Regions from separate parts of the Mus musculus genome. Here region 1 is linked to region 2. Evidence: chromatin contacts called from public HiChIP or PLAC-seq data. All regions are on one chromosome and are shown on one strand. The core of a region is the stretch at or near the end of the contact, and the rest is flanking DNA. Distances in the headings are between cores, read along the strand shown. Region 1 overlaps Ptprn2 (protein tyrosine phosphatase, receptor type, N polypeptide 2). Region 2 overlaps Ptprn2 (protein tyrosine phosphatase, receptor type, N polypeptide 2).

What was found. HiChIP or PLAC-seq counts read pairs in DNA pulled down with a chosen protein or histone mark.
Region 1: a contact with region 2 is called in an H3K27ac HiChIP or PLAC-seq map of embryonic brain, with 8 times the contacts expected there. The contact joins two enhancer-like sites. A contact is called at or near these places in 7 of 484 Hi-C or Micro-C datasets (the AtT-20 cell line, embryonic stem cells, nephron progenitors and 1 more), 10 of 115 datasets of contacts at active chromatin or transcription factors (astrocytes, craniofacial prominence, embryonic basal ganglia and 6 more) and 1 of 9 other capture datasets (embryonic stem cells).

What each region holds. Positions count from the first base shown.
Region 1 is chr12:117,170,035-117,175,057 of GRCm38.p6, reverse strand. All of the region lies in intron 13 of Ptprn2 (protein tyrosine phosphatase, receptor type, N polypeptide 2), which reads right to left. Among named protein-coding and RNA genes, the nearest start is that of Gm10421, 21 kb to the right of the region's middle. Within about 2 kb of position 1,972, at least 48 of the 459 cell types and tissues checked have an H3K27ac peak or open chromatin away from gene starts, as enhancers often do. A contact at or near this core is called in embryonic forebrain, where this site is marked.
Region 2 is chr12:117,045,636-117,049,990 of GRCm38.p6, reverse strand. The region is part of intron 12 of Ptprn2 (protein tyrosine phosphatase, receptor type, N polypeptide 2); the gene reads right to left. Among named protein-coding and RNA genes, the nearest start is that of Gm10421, 100 kb to the left of the region's middle. Within about 2 kb of position 2,165, at least 51 of the 459 cell types and tissues checked have an H3K27ac peak or open chromatin away from gene starts, as enhancers often do. A contact at or near this core is called in embryonic forebrain, where this site is marked.

The sequences.
Region 1 (5,023 bases), core at 723-3,222, 130 kb before region 2:
TATTCTGATGTTAATTCTTTTTTGAGAGGGAAGATCTCCCCCCCCCCCCCCGACCCCCGAGGAAGGGGAGATCATGTGAACCTTCTCCCCATTCTAGGTGGTCAAATAAAGGCCAGAGCCTGTGATTGGGCAGTGGAAGGAAAAGGTGAGGCTGGAGGTTTTAGAGAGTCAGAGAGGAAGGAGATGGAGGAAGACAGAGGAAGAGGAGGTGGAAGGAAGATGAAGCAGAACCACATGGCCTGGAGAAGCCTCGAGTACGAAGGGATCTCATAGCTGGGGAATAGAGCAGTGTAGTGATAAGTCTGCCCAGCCTAGGCATGCAGCTTGTAAATATTGTAACTGAGTTGTGTGCTTTTTGCACAGGCTTATTGGGGTTGGAGACTTACTGCAACACTGTCTTCTGTTCCCAGGGTGGAGGGCCCACAACGGGGGCTTCAAACGGTACTTGTTTGTAGCACCCAGGTAGGTAGAGTACTTTAAGAGTCCTGGACACACTACACCAGAGAGTAGTGTGAGTCCTTGAAAGAGCCACCTCTTAGAATGGAAGTCAAATCCTGCCAGCAGCAGCCAGCAGCAGCCAGCAGCAGCCAGCAGCAGCCCAAGCTTCCTGAGTGATACGTGAGAGATCACTCGGTTCTCAGTGACCCTGGAAGAAGAGAGCTGGGAATGCCATCTCCTGCCCCACTTCAAAGTACCAAAGACGAAGGCATCTTTTCTGACTTGCAGGCAGCTCAATGCCTGGAGGTGAGGACCTGAAATTTAATCACTCCTCAGGCTCAGCAGCTGCCAAAAGTTACTGACTGACATGTCCCAGAGCTCAACCAACAGTGTGGCTCTCACTGAAACAGTCCTTCTCTTTCAAGGTTTCATCTCTGGTGTTTCCGAGGAACAGGGCATTGAAATCAGGGGATCGGTGTAAGAATGAAAACACGAGGTAGCAATTCAACGAGAATGCTCGCTCTTACATAATCCGCGGCCAAGACAGGTTTCTATAAGAAGTTGCAATGCTTTACTGGAAAGTGGGATCTTCAGATACAGAGCAGGGACACTGAATGTGCCACACCCAGACTCTTCTGGGTGTTTCAGGAGGGTGGGCAACATGGAAGCAATTCCCAGCTGCAGCTATAGGACAGGAAAATAAAACCCCTGCCTCCAAGGTCTGAGCCTCCCCTGCCTCCCCACACAGGAACTTTCAAGTGCTTGGGGTGTGGGTGGGGAAGTAGTGAATCCCAAGGCCACCAAGGTCCCCAGGATCTCAGCAAAGGAAACCAGCCTTCCTCGGACATTCATGACTCAGTTTCAAATCAGACAGTTTGAAATAGCCGAGTCAGTGGGAAATCAATCATTTGTCTTAGGGGGCAGCATGGGCCTGCCTTGGAGAGGCTGGAACCTTCCTAGCATTCTATTTAGTAAAAGGCAATGGGCAATCACCACTGACATCTTCACTAGCAACATCTGTAGCATACTTCTCACATACTCTTCCAGTCTCTGGGAACCATGCACAGTGGTTTGCAGGGGTTGGAAATGGCCTCCCTGCACAGCGGCTCTTTACACATCAATATCTTAGTTCAGTGTATTGACTGCTCTCCATTGATTACCCAAAGGCCCCCTGCCAGGTGCTGCAGTCTGTGCAGATGCGGCCCTGGGGGGGAAACCAAGGCGGGCCTCAGCCCGGTGCTGGAGGCAGGGCAGGTCATACAGGAAGAGTGGCAACTGTGCACGTGTGCACGGCTATAAACGCGGAGGGTGTGAATGGGGGAGGGGGTGAAAACCACAGGACTCAGCCTGGTGTTCAGATGAGGTTAGTCCCCTGGGCCAGAATGGGGTCTGAGCACACAGGGCTGACAGATGGGAATGGTGGGCACTGAGGAGAAGCAGGGCCTCTCCAGGGCGGGGGTCAGAACAAAGGCTCAGAGCAGAAGAGCCCAGGAGTGGCTTGAGGCTGGGAGAAGAGGGGCCTAGGACACAAAAGGTATTCAGGCTTCCATTCTGCTGTTGCTTAATTAAGCCAAAGGGCAGGGCCATGGAGGCTGTGTGTGTGTGTGCTGAAGCAGCTGCTCCGGGGCTCATCAGCCCCTTCCCCCTCTTCCCTCTCCACCCTCTCCACCCTCTCCTCCAATGCAGACCTCAGAAAGCAAAGGAGTGCCTCTCTGTGGCGTGTGGGGGTGTGGGGTGGGGTCAGGTGCCTATGTGCAGGTCCCTGCCTGGGGTTTCATGTCCATAACACTACTGAGGGTCCCCCTGCACCCGAGGGACAGAGTGTGCTCCTCTGTTGGAGGGAAACTTGTGAGTGGGCAGGGCTCCAACTTGTCCAGAGGAGGGGATGAACCAGGAGTCACAGTCTAGAGCACTGCTGGCAGAGCATCTTCCCACTAAGGCACAGCTCTGTTGCACAGATACGCTGAGTCAGCCTGAGGTGTGGAACTGTGACCATGAAGGCAAAGGTAAGGAAACAGAAAGCCCCAGGACAGCCCCATCTCAGGTCTCCAGAAGCATGGCCCATTTCTCTGCCCCTCAGTTTCACTTGGGGAGGGAGGGAGTCACTTAAGGCTTAGCATTTTTATTCTCCATTGAATCTGGGAGAGAAGAAGACAGCCACAAGGGTCTGGGTGGGGTCTGAATAACACAGAGGTCTGCAAAGTAAAAATTATTTCCATCTCAATTAATTTTCTTGATTTACTTACAAAACTTGATTTTATTTTCTCCTGCTTAAATCCTTTCTGTCTCTGTGCAGGGCACTGGGTGTGCTTGCCTAGTGCTTTTTCATGGGGACTATCTATCTGGCTTTGCTCCTGGACATCTGATATATCTGGCTTCAGTATATTTCAGGGCCTATACAAGAGTATTCTGTGGGTGCTTCTTTATGTAACGTCATTTTGCTTCACTGTCTTTGAGGGGAGAAAAAAGGAAAATGACGGCACTCTTTAACTATATTTAAAAGAACAAAACAAAAACAAGAATAACAGGCTTCCAGCTATCCTCAGCAGATTTCTGTTCCCGTATAGTTGGTGCGACAGTCGCCCTACACACAGGTTTTGTGTAAACTTTTCTAACCGATCTGCTATGCTATGTCACAAGTCACATTGTATTCTTCAAACAATGTGTCCTGGAGTTTTAGACAGTCACCTTTACTTACTAGTGTGATTATAATAATTAAGTACCTGTATGTATGGACACATACAACCTTACATCCAGATACTTAATTCTGCTGGTTGTTATACAAGATTTGCTAAAACAAATCTTGTGGGTTCAGAATGTACTTATGTTGGTAGAATATTTATTTATATAGAGTCTTGGTGGGGAGGGAGGTTCTTTCTTTCTTTCTTTATTTGTTTATTTATTTTTGTTCAACTTGAGACACAAGCTAGAGTCTTCCAGGAAGAGAAAATCTCAGCTGAGAAAATGCCTTCCTCGGGTTGGCCCGTAAAAAAGTCTGTAGGTCATTTCTTTGATTTATGATTGATGTGAGACGACCTAGCCTACTGTGTGTGGTGCTGCTATCCCTGGGTCCTGGATCGAAAAGAAAGCCAGCCTGGCAGGAAAAGGAGCAAGCCAGTAACCAGTGCCCCTCCATGGCTTCTGCTTTAGCTGCTGCCTCCAGGTTCCTGCTTGAGTTTCTGCCCTGGCTTCCCTTCATAATAAATTGTGATGTTGAAGTGTAAGCTAAATAAACCTTTTTCCCCCTAAGCTACTTTCGGTTATGCTGTTTTAACACAGCAATAAACTAAGAGTAAACGGAGGCACTGAACACACACAAAGCCCTGGTTTCAATGTCTAGTACGATGTTCCAGTCATTCTGGTGCATACATGAAAGCCAACACATTTGGGAGGCAGAGACAGGAGGAGCAGAGTTCAAGGTGAGCCTGGGCCATGTAACATTGTCTCAAAAGAAAATCTTTAAAGACTGCCTGCTCTTTTGTGTTTGTATAAATGACCCACCCACCACACTCCCATTATGATTGCCAGTAATTTTCCTAAGCAGAAACTGGACACTTAGGGCATCAGAGTATAAGTGAGGAATGAAGGAAAAAAAGAAAGAAGGGAGGAAGGGAGGGAGGGAGGGAGGGAGGGAGGGCCGGCCAGAAAGAGGGAGGGAGGGAGGGAGGGCCGGCCAGAAAGAGGGAGGGAGCAAGGGAGGGAAGGAGGGAGAGAAAGACAGAGGTAGAGACAGAGACACAGAGAGAGACAGAGACAGACAGAGAGAGACAGAGAAAGGCACACACACACAGGGAGAGAGACAGAGAGTCAGAGACAGAGAGACAGACAGAGAGACAGACAGAGAGACAGAGAGGGAACAGAATGAAGATCACTGCTACAGGGTTCTCACTGTGAACAGGCACAGTCGCTCCCAGACCTACACTGAGAGCACCATGTAGCCACCCCTCTGCTTTTCTCAAGCTTCTGCCTTGAGCCCCGAGGAGACTCCTTTTCTCTGGTCTCCTCCTTTCTCCCGGGCCAATCCCAGGCTCTTATTTGCTCCAAGTCCTCATACTCCTCACCTGCTACCCTGAGCTCCTTTGGCATCTTTGGAGTCAATTGTCTCTATCAGGCACACAACACTGGAGTCCTTCACAAACGCTGGTGCCACCTTCATAAGAAACCAAGTTTAGCAAGTCTTGGCTGGCTTGGAATATTCTCCTGTTAGAAGATATAAGTCTTGTGGTCTCGCTCCATGCTTTACAATTCTCAGGCCTTAATGTTCCCTGCGTCTCCTGAGGTGTTCACATCTCAGGATCAGCTCCATGTGCCCAGGGGCTTAGGACAGAACCCACACTCAGTGAACCTAACACCCAGGGCTGGAGAGGGAACAGAGGAGTCTAGGGTTCCAGACCCAAGGAGGTGTCCTAGAGATCCGGAGCCTGGCAGGAGCCTGTCAGCTGCTCAAGAGCCCTTGCAGCACAGAGGAACATCCTCTGCACATTTTCTCCCAGACCTCGGATTAAACTGCTTCCCCAGGTCTCAGTCTTGGTTTTACACTTTGCTGGGTTGACATCTGCAAGCTACCTTCACCCCCACCCCAGTC
Region 2 (4,355 bases), core at 916-3,415:
CCTATGTTTTCGACTCCTATCCCGCATCCAGCCCACTCCCATCGTTTTTTGTCTAATAAATATCTGTGGTAATTACCAGTCCTTGCAAAGGGTTCTTTAACAAGGGTGCGTTTTATCATTCCCTTAATGAGGCTGTTTTGGGTTCCCGCCTCCTGCGGGGTGGTAGTTAATGCTTAATAAGCACATGCACTATTTAAATAATAAAAAGAATATCAGCCGAGAATCTAAATTATCCCCTAACTTCTCAAAATAATCATAACATGCATTTGAAAATTCACAAATACAGCTCATGAATAAAAATGTGCTTTCATGTTTTGATACTAATGTATACTAACAGGAAGCCCCTGATGCCCAGTCTGTGGACGTCCATCCCTTGATTTCCTGGCCATAACAGCGACCCTGCTGTTGATGGGCCTTCCCAGGGACTCTCTGTACTGTAGCCAGGCAGGCCTCTTTTCTGAGAGAAGGTGGGTTGGCATCCATGGAAGGCTGAATGGGAGAGGAGTTGGCTGCTGGTGGTGTAAGGTAGGGATGGTGCAGAACCCCTGGAGTATCTATCCCCTAGGGTTCCCAGGATTTCATGGTGCACATCAATTTCAGGGTTGGTGTCTACCACCTCCAAACTGCCTTCAGGTAGGGGTCTTGAGGGTCTTAAGGGTACAAGCCAGCAAACCACGTGTCTTGTCTAGACAGCCTCTCAGGAAACAACATTCCTCTGACGCTCTGGCTCTTATCTCTCCCCCTCAAAACCTTAGTGCACTTTAGTGTAAAACTAGACAAAAGTTTCTCTTGTGGAAATCCTGGCAGATCTCCTGCCCCCTCCTTGACTGTAGACCTAAGTTCTGTCTATGGTGAGGGAAGCTGTCTAGGCCAAATTATGTTCAAAACTGTCTCTTGGAGCCAATAGACTTAGAACCAATCAGCTTATAATGGCACTTGCTATCGAAGTCACAGACAATAGTCCAAGGAAAGCGATCTGTACTCAGAAGTTATTCCATAAGATAGTTCTATAGTTGTGATTTAAACTTTGCTCAGTTACACACTCTTGCTGACAGGGAGTTAAAATCTGTATATTTCTCCTGAACACAATTGTGATGTACTAAGTATTAAGCACCCATGATTTTAAGTCTTTTTTGTTTGTTTGTTTGTTTTTTGTGTTTTGTTTTTGGTTTTTTGAGACAGGGTTTCTCTGTAGCCCTGGCTGTCCTGGAACTCACTTTGTAGACCAGGCTGGCCTCAAACTCAGAAATCCACCTGCCTCTGCCTCCCAAGTACTGGGATTAAAGGGGTGCACCACCATGCCCGGCTAGCACCCATGATTTTAAAGAGGACAACATTCATGCTGAGATTAATAATGCTCCCAAGATTAGGCCAAAAAGTTGCAATGTCAAATTATTAATCCAAAACTTTCTAAGTGAAGTATCCTTTCCCTCAAAGTGATTATTTTAAATAAAATTTTTAAAATGTAATAAATTGACCATAAAAACAAACTCTGTGGGAAAGGAGTGTGTGTGTGTGTGTGTGCATGTGTGTTTATGCGTGTGTGTTAAAAACAAATCTCGGATTTTTCAAACTTGTTCCTGCTGTCTCTTTTGCAGCAGCTGTTTCCAGTCTGCTCATCATTACAGGGCCTGAGTTAGGATTAGATTCAGCATATGAAATTCAAGCAAGCTCAAGCCCTTGATGCAAAGGCAGTGTCTCCCTCTAGAAGGGCTATTCCTCCAGCACCAAGGGGGGAGCACCCTCCCAAATCTCCTGTCTTCGTGGGTGACTGCCAGCAGTAGGGACTATGGTAGTCTTTTCTGTGTTTCCTCAAGGTCTGAGTGTGGCTGCCTGCTGATCCTCTGATGAAGATGGCTGTAACTAGGGGGGACTGTGTAGCTGGGACAAAGCATGATCTGGCGGAGGAGTGGGGGAAGGGGCTTAAGTTGATGATTGCAAGGATTTCACACTCCAGCACTTAAACCAAGGTCAGACACAAAGGATACTGTGAATTGAGGTATTTGTGGGTGGAGAGGAAGCCAAACAAAAGCAAACAGCTTCTCTGGATTTAAACCCATTCCCTGTGTTTGCTGGCTTTTCTCCCTGGCCAGGAAATCCTGATCTCAGGCAGCTCTGAGAGCTGCCTTGATGTATAGAGGGCTCTGAAGCCTTGCTTGCTGACATCATCATGCTAATTTGAGTTGTATCTTGTCCCTCATGAATAAATCACTACTCTAGAGCCGAGCTGTGCACTGCCCTCCCACCCCAGGAACTAATTAAGGGTGGTTTTAATATTGTTATTCACAAGATAGTTGCTTTTCATTTACTAACAAGGGTGGGGCAGAAGGTCTTGGGGACAAAGGGGCTCCAGATGCCCCTCTGGCTACCTGAGGATGGGGTAAGGAAAGAGCCAGACTTGCCCTGTGGGTCTGTACCTTCCTCTGAAACCACTCATTAGTATGGACTACTGAGGACTCACAGTTTGGGTGTTTTGGAGGGTGCTGGTACTATGCTGACTTCTACTCCTACCCCACAGCTTGGGATCACAAGCAGGCTGGAAGGCTGCTACAGCCAGGACAGTTACTGCATTAAGAGAAACAGAGCCCATTAGGTAGGACTGGCACAGTTCAACTCTACAAATGTGAACACAGACAGGTGAATGCAACTTGAGGAGCAACGTGTCTGAAACAAATATAATAAACAGATGCTAGGAGGGACCAAGATTAGAACACGGTTTATGCCAGGTAGCCATGCTTCAGGACCACGGCTTTTAATAGAATAAGTCTTTATTACCAGCAATCAAACATGTAAAGCCCCTTCAGGTCACCAGCCCACAGCTTTGCCACATGGCCCTTCTGGGAAAAAAGAACAAGAACAAACTTACGTACAGCATACGTTGGTTCTTGGGTTCTTCCTGGTTCACTAAAAAATTATTATAAATAATAATTAATAAAGATTTTTAAGATATATCAGGTGAGAAACATACTAAATATAGAAAATGAATGGCCTCCATGCTGTTCCTTCTGTTCTTGGCATAAGTGGAAAGACATGGGCAGAGGCCACGTGCCCAAGTGTGAATGTGAGACCAGACTGCTGATCAGTGTACACAAAAACTTACAGCAGCAGCTTGCTCTTCCTGGATCTTACAGCCTAAGAGTGCTGACGGGCAGAGACTTCCGATGGAGATAAGTTAACTCTACATGTATGTAGAGGTTCTGAGTTACATAGTGGTGTTCATACCCCACTCCACCCCAGCTCTTCTATATGTATGCCTGCCCATTCTTCATTCCTTGCTGTCCCTCGGCAGGGTCCAGACACAAGTCGTGCAGCTTGAGGTCATTTGTTGTCTTGAATAGATCTTGTTCTTTATGTCTTTGTTTTGGAAGTTTTTAACACCACACTTCACAGCATTCAGTATTGGAACCTCCTCGCCATTCTCTACAAGGAGAAAGGGTTGAAGCCGTGTATGTTCATACAGCTATGTCACAAAAACTCTATAACTTTGAGCTTCTTCAAATGCTTAGCAGTACTTCCCATCTTCCATATGTTTGCTGCCCAGGGAGAAAATGAGCTGTAGTGTTATCTGTGCTCATAGTCCCTGGTATCCCTGGTTGTTACTTATGGAGTCTGACCAATGAGGACACTGTCCTGAAAGCCTATACCTCATCCATGCTGGGAAGATTGAGAAACGACACAGGGGCCCTGGAGGAACAAGAGATCTTGACCTGCCGAAGAGCCACGTTGCACAGAGTTGGGAGCCATGATATGGTTTTACTGTCTTCTTCAATAGTGCTCTGCTCATGGGGGATGTGAACATGTGGTAAAGGAGAAATGGATTCAGAGACTCCCTCTAGTGCAGGGAACAGGAGATGGAGGAGGGCTGTTAATTCTCTCTCTAATACAGCCTTTCTGAGTGGAAGATCCAGCTGTCACTCAGGCATCTTACCATGTAGCTCTGCTAGAGTCTGCTCTGAAGCATATGGAGAGTTTGTTCCTACCAGTACCAGGAGAGACCCTTGCATGTATGGATCATACCCTGTCCTCTGGGAGGTCTCAGTTTGAGTTTCTCCATATGGGATAATAGTCAGACTTCCTCTGAAGCCCAGGCCAGAGAAGCTGTGACTTTTTCAGGGCAGGATTCGTCTCACATCTGCTAATCAATGTCTCTGTATCTCTTTTGTGCCAGCATCTAAGCTAGATGTCTAAGGGACAAATTGCCTAGCCTGGCTGTCTAAAGAACAGAAATGAAAGCCAAGAGTGTTCTTGGTAAATGTGCATGCCAGGAGCAGAGTCATTGCAGACTCAGGAGAACAGGGATAGATGGTGTACTGGCTAGTTTTGTGTCAACTTGACACAGCTGGAGTTATCACAGA